Linked DNA regions of Mus musculus: region 2 is linked to region 1. The links are chromatin contacts, called in public promoter capture Hi-C maps. All regions are on one chromosome and are shown on one strand. Each heading gives the region's core, a stretch centred on a gene start, on an enhancer-like site or on the middle of the called end of the contact. The rest is flanking DNA. Distances are from core to core; before and after follow the strand shown.

Evidence for each region. Promoter capture Hi-C pulls out the DNA fragments that hold promoters and counts their contacts.
Region 2: a contact with region 1 is called in a promoter capture Hi-C map of stem cell-derived epiblast-like cells, with 3 times the contacts expected there. The contact joins the promoter of Mis12 here to the promoter of Wscd1 in region 1. A contact is called at or near these places in 4 of 39 promoter capture datasets (cranial neural crest, embryonic stem cells, hippocampal neurons and 1 more), 1 of 484 Hi-C or Micro-C datasets (embryonic stem cells) and 1 of 115 datasets of contacts at active chromatin or transcription factors (astrocytes).

What each region holds. Positions count from the first base shown.
Region 1 is chr11:71,748,202-71,753,203 of GRCm38.p6, reverse strand. It overlaps Wscd1 (WSC domain containing 1), which reads right to left and starts at 2,189. Exons shown (of 9, transcript NM_001357965.1): 1 at 1,975-2,189.
Region 2 is chr11:71,016,669-71,021,670 of GRCm38.p6, reverse strand. Mis12 (MIS12 kinetochore complex component) reads right to left here and starts at 2,060. Exons shown (of 3, transcript NM_025993.3): 1 at 1,482-2,060. It overlaps Derl2 (Der1-like domain family, member 2), which reads left to right and starts at 2,368. Exons shown (of 7, transcript NM_033562.4): 1 at 2,368-2,527; 2 at 3,294-3,359. The coding sequence starts at 2,435.

The DNA.
Region 1 (5,002 bases), core at 940-3,439:
ATGAGGTCCAGAGAAAGATTAGGTCATGCCCCCCAAATAAGCAGTGCTGACCTCCAGACCAGCCTGGATCAGATACTGGGATGCCACCTGTGAGTATGACTCCCACTCCTGTTGTATGGACATAGACCCCCAAGGTTTAAATGCTGAGCTGCCCCCAAGTACTTGGTCTTAATTTCAAAGAGAGCTGGTCTCAGGAAAACTGGCCAGGATGGAGCTAGATGAGAGTACAAGCCAGGAGTATCTGCAAAGAGAAGTGCAGCTCTCCCATCAGTCCCTGCTCACATATGGCTCAGCCTGGACCTGGAGGCTGTGGGTTCCCAGGCTCTGCTCAGTGATTCTACAAGAACCATCTGTGAGACTCGCTGACTAGCGCTGCAGTCTTTGGGTTGAACTAGCCAGGCTGAGGCTCACATTTAGCAGCAGGCCAAATGATGGCCCAGAAGGTGCCACCTGCTGGGGGAGGCAGATAGAAGAAAAGGACAGGGGTCTCATCTGCTGTCTAAATCCAAGTTGCTCTCCACTTCTGGTCAAAGCATAGGACAGTACTGTCTATGCCAGGGACTTCAGTGCCCGTTGAAAAGAGGGATCTCCTCACCCCAAGATAAGTTTCCTCCAAAGATCGATGGGACAATTTTGGGATGGCTGGGAGTAGTCATGATGTCAGGGAGATAAGGGGACAGTTGCACCCACTACCCCCAGCTTGGTAGCTGGCCAAGCTGCCCTCAACCACTACAAAGGAAGATGCCTGGCTCTTCCCTGAACCTGGGGGCTTAGCAGCCCCTCCCCACAGGCATCTTCTTGAGGGATTTCAGTTAAGAATATATGTGTGGTAGGAGGTCATGCTTGGAAGAAACCAAACCTACACAAAGAAAGCTCTCCCTAGCTCTCTGGCCAGCACGTGTAGTCATTCAGTTAGATAGCCACCAAGTGAGGATACTGTCTACAGAAAGAGCCACCCAGCCCAGCATAAAGCTCCTCTTATTCTTACAATCCTTACAGCCCTCACTTCCCGTATCTGATGTTGAGTTCCTGAACCCCACGTATGGGTTCCTACCAAAGCTGGTCCGTAGATATAAGAATACTGTTCTCGCAACAGGAGAGAAGAGGTGACAAAAGTACAGGGGAGTACCGAGTTTGTTCATTTTGTCTGAAAAGTAGCCTACAGCCTACGACGGAGAGTGAGGGCCGGGTCCCAAGGTAGGGCTGTGGGTGCTGGAAACTGCCAATCTGTCAGCAAGCAGATGGGGCAGAGGTCCTATTCCCATTCGGACTCCCCGTGGACTAGCTGGTAGGACTAAGACCATCAGCGGAGCACAGACACCCAGAAAAGCAGTTAGATAGGTTACCCTGAAGCAGCTGACCCAGCCAGGGATGCTTCTGACTAGCAAAGAAAAACAGCACACAGAGCATCCAGCCACGAGTCTCCATCCACACCTTAGAAAGATGCAAAGCGCGACACCGGGTAATTTCTTCCAACAAAATACATACGTTTCTGTTTTGCCTCTGCCTGTGTTCAAGTTCATCAAGAGACCGGAGAAAACCCTTCGCTGACCGGAAGCCTAGCTTGGGAATGGAACGAGAGAGGGGGGAGCAGCTTCTGACGAACGTCTCCACCTAGGAGGGAGGCTGTGCGCACCCCAAAACCTGCCCTCAGCCCGACCGGGGAGTCAGACCGGACGTCCCCGGGATTCCGGCGGAGAAGCGGCTGGTGCAACTGCCTGTGCACATCCAGCCAAGACCAGACGTGGTGAGATGCTACCCACACATCCGCCACGGTCCTGGCGCGCCGGCCCCGGGAAGGCGCCTCGCCAGCGCGCCCTGCGCCCCAGCAGGTGCAACCCCGCGCCCCCAGCAGGTGCAACCCCGCGCGCTCCCAGTCGCATCTACACAAACTTGTTTGCCCGGGGCGGGGGTAGATCCGGCTCGCAGCCCGTGCTAGGGTCCTGGCTGGGAGACCTCGAAGACAGGACTCACCCAGCGATCACAGCCGATTGGGGCACCCGCCTTCCGGGGCGCCAAGCCCGCAGCCCGCAGTGCCCAAAGCTCAGACGCCTGTAGCAAGCGCACCCGCGCTCCCAGGCCCGCGTCGCGCAGCTCCCCGAGGCTGCGGACTTCCGCGCTGAGCAGTGGCGGAGCGGGCGGGCGCCCAGCTGAGCCGCGGGCGCGGAGTACAGCGAGTGGCGGGCGCAGAGCGGGCGAGCGGGCGCCCGGTCTGCACATGCTCACTCGCGCGGCCCGGGGACAGCGGCCGGCCTCCGCCGGGTCCTAGAGGCTTCCGCGCACCCCCCTCTTCTAGGCTCCCAGGAAGGGTCGCAGCTTGGCTTCGTGGCGGGAGGTATGTGGGTGATCTGTCCGGGCTTGCGAGACAACGCACATACCGCGGGTGACACGCACTACTCGCCACCGCCAAGACAAGACGTTGACCACTCTGTTGCACCCGCCCAGCCACAGCCTACCACTGCAGCCTAGCCGGCTCTAGCACGCACCATGGTGCTCACACCAGACGCACACAGGAATACACTGGGCATCGCCACTCGCAGCAGTACGCCGCCACACTCAGATGCAGACGTGGTGGCAGACGCACAGTGGCTGATACAAATACACACTGAATCACCAGACACCCACACTCACACACTCTGTACTCTGCTCCACTCACTCAGAAGCAAGCTAGGACACGGACAGTTGCACACACATACAGAGCCACACAAATTTGTACCACTCTAATGTAAATACCCAGGCACACACTGGATTACTGTCCCATACTGGGGGAGCTAGGCACATTCACCTAACTCTCCTTGACACACAGCCACTCAGAAACAAGCACTTGCTAGAAACACACACACAATTTGAGACAGTACCACAGAATTACAAAATGGCAAAGATACTCACACCATCTCCTTACACACCTGGGGTTCTGCCAGCAGCTTATCACTCTGCCCACATTGACACAGGGAGACAGACCTTCTTGATATAGAGTGTAAAGGGACATTGCCTCACTGGTACACACACACACACACACACACACACACACACACACACACACACCACAGAGAGGGGGGGCACATAGGTCTATATACAGCCCTCCTTTTAAATAAAGACTTACCCCACTGGGAAGCTCTGCTCCCCCTTTCGAAGCCCCCAAGTCACAGCATCTACCCTGCTCTTCCTTAAACAACAGTGGGTATAGTTCTCACCCAAGACTGACAGCCAAGATGTTCTTGGAGGCTGCTGGATGCTGGGGACAGGATGAGAGGAGGCATCAGGAGCAGGTGGCAGTGGCTCTAACGGACTTCCTGAATGGAAGTTTTTTACTTCCAACTTCCGCTAGGGGCAGAGCTGCTCAGCCACTCAGAGAAGTGGGCTTTCAACAGGTGCAGGGCAGCAGTGGGGCTTGGAAGGGGACCCGTAGAAAGCTTCTGGCGGTGCAGTCGAAAGGCACCCTGGTGGGGAAAGGGCTTGTTGAAGTTTACACAGAAGAGTCTTGGGTCTGGGGATGAAGGTTGAACTCTTTGGAGCCTTGGGAGTTTTGGGTAGGAGCAGAGGGATTTTGTGCTATCTCAGCATTCCAGGCCTGCAAAGAAAGTATCCTCTGCATAGCCTTTAATCATTGTTATCAGCTGTAACTCAATGAATCCTCTTGCAATGTTGTCTTGTGTTTGAACCCTCTTCAGGACTGACTGCATAATTTATAGGGTCCAGTGGCAAAAAACAAACAAACAAACAAATTATCCAAGATGCAAAGGTATAATTTTTTTAATTTTTTAGTACATATTTTCCTCAATTACATTTCCAATGCTATCCCAAAAGTCCCCCATACTCTCCCCCCCCCACTTCCCTACCCACCCATTCCCATTATTTTGGCCCTGGCGTTCCCCTGTACTGGGGCATATAAAGTTTGCGTGTCCAATGGGCCTCTCTTTCCAGTGATGGCTGATTAGGCCATCTTTTGATACATATGCAGCTAGAATCAAGAACTCTGGGGTACTGGTTAGTTCATAGTGTTGCACCTACAGGGTTGCAGATCTGCAAAGGTGTAATTTTAAAACAGAGTTTAGGGTTATTGGGAAACAGACTCTTGTGTCTTGCACAGGCCGTAAGTCCATGAAGTCACCCATGACCCTCTTATATCCTTTGTCCCACTTAATAGTTATGACAAACTACCTTCATTTGCATCCACTTCAAAGACAATGCTCTTGATGCACAAAAGGAGATGGTTGCCCAAGGGTTGCAGTGAGGACAGCCCTGAGAACCTCCAGATGCACTCCTCGCGATTCTGGGCACTGCTCTGCAGCTGCTGCTTCTTGGGAGGAGATGTCACCTAGAGCAGCAGCCACCTGAGATGTGGAGCTGAGTTGTCTGTGTGAAGTGTATGAAGGGTGGAGGGGATGTTAAGGGAAGAGTCCCGTGTCTGATTGCACCTGCAACGCGCAGCATGCCAAGAAGCACCTCCTGGTCTCCAGGTAGGTATGCCTGCCAACTTGACAAGAGACACTACGAAAGGAGGTACAAGGAGGAACCCATAGAGTAGTGAGTTGAGAAGGGCGTGGGAAAGGCAGTTTGGGTGTCAAAATGGGCATGAGTATTTCTGTGTTGGAATAAAGCCTTCCTCTTTAGCACTGGTTGCAGATAAAGGTTCAAGAAGCCAGCTTGGGTAGCCCTGATAGCAACACCCCTTTCAAACCATGCCAAGCCCCTCCCTGTGCCTAGATCTCCTTGCCACATAGCTAAGATCCACTGGCAGTTGGCTCCATATCATTTTCCTCCCATATGTTAAAGGCATCCTAATGCCCCATGGACTTCTATGGTGGTCCCACAACAGTGTTGACACAGATCCAGCTACTCCTGCCTGAGTAATGCGGTCACCCCTGCTTCCCCTGCAAGGCTAAGACTAAGAATTAAAATAGTCTCAGCTCGTACTACTCCTGTCTCGCTGGGTTTGCCTGTTTATTCCATCTGTCCCTGTTTGTGACTTTAATCATTAGATCCCAAGTTTATGTGTTGC
Region 2 (5,002 bases), core at 811-3,310, 730 kb after region 1:
GCACATGCCACATGCATGTATGTGCCCCTGGAGGCCAGAAGTGGGTGTCAGACAGGCTGGAGCCAGGGTTATACTGAACATGCGCTGTAATGCAAACTCAGGTCTTCTGGAGAAGCAGTCTGGGCTTTTTACTGTTGAGCCATGACCACCTACACACAAGAACCACCTTTTAGACACTGTGTTATAAGAGAACAGCTACTCAAGACTACAAAATTTAAGTGGAACGTGTATTCTGTGTCCATGTCTTCACTCACCTTGGTTATGAGACTAATTCATTCCTCACTACTCTAACACAATGACAAAGTCATCTAAGTAGGGCGATGTGGTTATTTAGTTATCCCACCAAAGGACGCAACCTTAGCATCATCTGTTCTTGTATAATCAACGTTACAAGTTTGAGTTTATAAGGATATTTTTTTTGCTCCTAACTGATGGGTTAGAAAACTGGTTTTGCATATGTAGAACTATGCAAGAAAAACATCCTTTATATTTCAAACTAGGGTCTCAAAACAGGTCTTCATTTTCACTTTAACTGCTAGGAGCCTTGGAGGTATTAATTGATCTTCTAATCATAACAGATGGATGATGGAGATTTTTCTATACTAACTTCTGGGGGACTTGTTACTTTATTTGCATGTATAATGTCACTAAAGATTGCCAAAACATTCTCAGAATATCTAAGCTGTTTTACACTCACTTGGAGTAGACCAGAACTTCTTGTATCTACCAATACTCTAACTTTTGTGAATTTGGTAGTCATAAACTTGTTTTTCTTCCCTATAGAGCTAAGAGTATTCCCAGGGCCTTTGTACATACCAGTACGCACTCTAGCACGAGATTCCCAGACCCACACTGTATTTTGAAGACTAAGACCATATGGCTTCGCATACTGTTTGGACACTGAAACTACCTCCACCTTCCACCTTCACATATGTTGTTTCTATTGAGATGACTTTCCTAAAGACTGTATTTTCATTATCTGAATAGATTGGTCATCTGTTACAAATTACCCAATCAACTGACCACTTGCACCCTATAATTCTCTTAAGTTTGCACTCTAACTTTGCCTCCAAGTTTTCACCATTCCTGGATTGATGCGCCATGATTACATAACCAAATACCTACATCCAAACTTCCAGTTTTGAGAAAAGTTCCAATGTTGCCTTTTCTCTGTTGGACACTGCCAATGCTATAATGAGGCAGTAGCTATAAAGATGCAGTTTTACCAACAAGTTGCTAAGACCACTCCCCAGTGTTTGCTCCCATTCTACGTTGTCCACACTGGCCTAGAACTTCAGGATGGAACAAATCCTCTGGCTTCAGCCTTCAGAGTGGCTAGGAGCCACAGGTCGGTTCAACTACTTTCAGCTTTCTAGTCTTCCTTCTAAATGCCATTCTCTCCAACTTTTTACTTGGTTCCTACCAGTCTTGACGGTCGCATTTTTTTGTCCCACAATTTTTAAAGCTTCTTTATAACTTACTGAACACGTCTGCCACGGTCAGGATAGTCTTTGCTCCAGCCCAATCTAATTCTATTTTCTTTCCTTCAAGTAAGCATGCAGTAGGCGCAGATTCCAGAGCCAGTTCGAATACACATCCCTGAAGAACCGCCTCCGCTTTCCCTTCATCTACCGTCTCTTCTCTGCTAGATTAGAGTTCCTGCGGCTGAAGATAAACATGAGAGGTCCTCACACCGTCTCGACGAATGTAATGGACTTCAGAGCCTACGACCGCCACAGACAAGGCCCAGAAACCGCAGAACGGGAAGCGCTTCCTTCAGCTCCAGCTCCCGTACTACCCCGCGGCCGCGATGCATGCCGGGAACTCTAGGTCTCCGTACCCAGGCCGGCCAGACCGGAGGGATTCCCTACAGAACGCTCCGCCGCCCCGACGCCACTCCTCGGTCCCGCCCTTTCCGCTCCTCCTCGGAGAGCACACAGCCCCTACCGAAGCGATCCCGGGAGTGATGGATTCCGCCCCACACCGGCTTCCCGCCACTTCCTTCAAGCTACACTCAGCGGCTGGAAGAAGGCGGTAACACCGGCTCCTCCGAATCGACTGAGACCTGCCTCTGCGAACGAACGCCAAGGCGGGCTGGATCGCACTCCTGATTGGCTAGCCGTGGGTCAAAAGGAGCCACTGCGATTGGTAAAAGGAAGGCGACAAGGAGGGAAAGCTAGCTGTGGCCGGCAGGGATTGGCGGACGGAACTGGTCCTTCTCTCTGCGTTGGTAGGCGGAGAAGTAAGGATGGACCGACGCAGAGGCGCAACTCTTGATTGGTGGGTGAGCGGCCCCAAGGCGCCAGCGATTGGTGGCTGTCCGAGTACGCAGCGCTGATTGGACAGGAGTGGGTAGGCTGAAGGCCAGCTTTGAGTCCGCCCCGCCGCCTGGCATACTGGCGGAAGGGGAAGGGGGGCAGGCGCGGTGGGAAAGATGGCGTACCAGAGCCTCCGGCTGGAGTACCTGCAGATCCCGCCGGTCAGCCGCGCCTATACTACCGCCTGCGTCCTCACCACCGCGGCCGTGGTGAGCAGCTGTGGCGCCACATCCTCTTTTTCCAGGCTAGCTATGACTGCGTCTTCAGAAAACGGGTTTGGGCCGCGGAGAAGCCCAGTGGGTCTGGTCCCAGGGGTGGGTGGAGACATCCGGAGCTGACTCTAGGGTTTGGGATATTCCCAAGGGTGCCAAGCCAGTGACCTGAGAAGGGTGTGCCCCTTCGTGAAGGGCCAGGTCAGTTTCAGACAAATGAAATCCAGACCTGTAGTGAATCAGAAGTGCGGGAGCCGCCCACCCAAAAATGTGTCTGAGAGGTCCAGGTGACTAGTGGGAGTGAGGTCCGCTAGGTTCACAGACTATTATATTGAGTATAGAAATCTCGAGCTATCTGGAAACATCTTTCAAAAGACGGCCTATGGATATAAGTGTCTGGCCGCTTGTACCTATCCCTAATGGTAGCAGGGTCTTAGTTAAACCCCTTATTCCGAGTTGTCTCACCTAGCTGAGGTGGTGACCACGTGACGCACAGATTTGTAAAAGATGCTGTTGGCTTGTCTCTAAAATATGCTCACCCGCCTGCCTTATAGCATCCTCAAATATTGCAACATCAAACTGACATTGTGTGTTTATACAAAACGGTTGTGCAAATTCTAAAGAATCTCTTACCAGCTGTCACAAGCAAGACAGAAATGTATTCCAAGGGACAGAAATGATTAGATCTACTCATCCTTCGTGGTTCATGATGAAATTTTGTTTTGCGGTTGATCGGCTTCAAGAAGCTCTTTTTCCATTTCAGCAGTTGGAATTGATCACACCTTTTCAGTTATACTTCAATCCTGAATTAATTTTTAAACATTTTCAAGTAAGTGGTCTATATAGCAACTGTGATTAATGTTTTCATTATCTTTTTTTTTTTCGTATCGTTTAGTAAGTAGTAAATCCTGTGAAATAGAGTCTCAAAAAAAATAACCCAGTAGGGGAATCTCTGATTACAGGTCTTTTTGAGATGTAAAGAGGGCATTCCACAGCCTGGTTGGACTCTAGAATGGTTTGAGAGCTGCTAAGTATTTGGGAACTCCTTATATACCAAACTAGAGTTGCCAGGGGGGAGCCAGGTGCAGACAGAGCAAGCAGGAGGATGGCAGGTGCTGGATAAGCTTGAGCTAGAGAGAGAGAGAGACTGTCTTAAGAACATAATTTTTAGTGTGTCTTTGATGTGTTGAGATTTTATATTTGACTACAACTAGTTAAGAACTAATGTGGCCATAGTCCCAGCAGTCAGGAACCTGAGCCCACCTTGAACTACATACCAAGGAATTGTCTCAACACACAAACAACAGGAACAACAACCAACAACGACAACAACAGTAATAATAATGTGATCTGAGAATAGACTGATGAGCTGGCTGCCCAGGGAGTTTCACAGGATAGCCAGCCTTATTTTGTGTTTTTTCCACCCAGACACACCTACCTACCACTGTTGTTAGTCCTCTTGGGCCAGCTCATAAACTCAGTTCTGGTACAACTTTAACATTGATCTGTCTTCTAGAAGTCAGATTATCCTAACAAAAGTCTTATACCATTATCTAAAAGAGAATGTGACTTTCCAGATTATAGTTTGAAGAAGTCTTTTTTCCAGTAATTAAAATGCTAAAGAGATGTGTGTTTTCGTGCCAGGATGGTCATTTACACTCTAGGTGAAGTGGCTGTAATTCTGCTTTGTTGATGCTTTCCCCTGTCCCAGATGTGTTACACTCCCCTTGTACCGTTGAACTCTAGCTTGCCTTTCAAGATTCAGCTTTTGTGTAACCTCAGATACTTTATCTGTTAGAGCCTCTCTCACCTGTCAGTGTCCTCACTAGGATGAGAATTCTATAAACTCTGGATTGTTTGCATGTGAATAGAATGCTGGCTCCTTTTCACACTGCTGTGACAATATCTGACAAAGCAAACTTAAGAAAAAAAAAGGGTTTATTTTGGCTTAACAGTTTGTTGGTAAAGTCCACTGTGGTTGAGAAATTGTGGCATCCAGAGCTGCAGGCAGTTGGTCCCATTGCAGCCAAAGCTCTAAGTAGAGGTGCTCAATTCACTTCCTTCTGTTTAGTTGTCCTAGGACCCCAGCCCATGGAATGGTGCTCATCGGTGTTGTCCTTTCCACCTTGAGTGACTGAGTCTAGAAACTCCCCCACAGACATGCCCTGAGTTTGTCTTGAATGACTAGATCTGTCAGTATGAATTATCACAAGTAAATTACCAGTGATGAGGGTTTCAGGGTGTATAAAGCAGTCGGTCCTCTGATACCTTGACATTGTCACATCAGGATGCTTGTGGCCTTTGCTAGGACTGCTTCCTTCTGCTTTGTTTGGCTTAACTGCCTAGGGTCAGGTTCTTTGTTTTGTTTTTGTCTATTTTTCTAGATCGTTTATCTTGTAGCTATGGCTGGCATGACCCTCATGGTGTCCTCCTGCCTCAGCCTCTTGGTGTGCATCATTGTGCTTTTTTTTT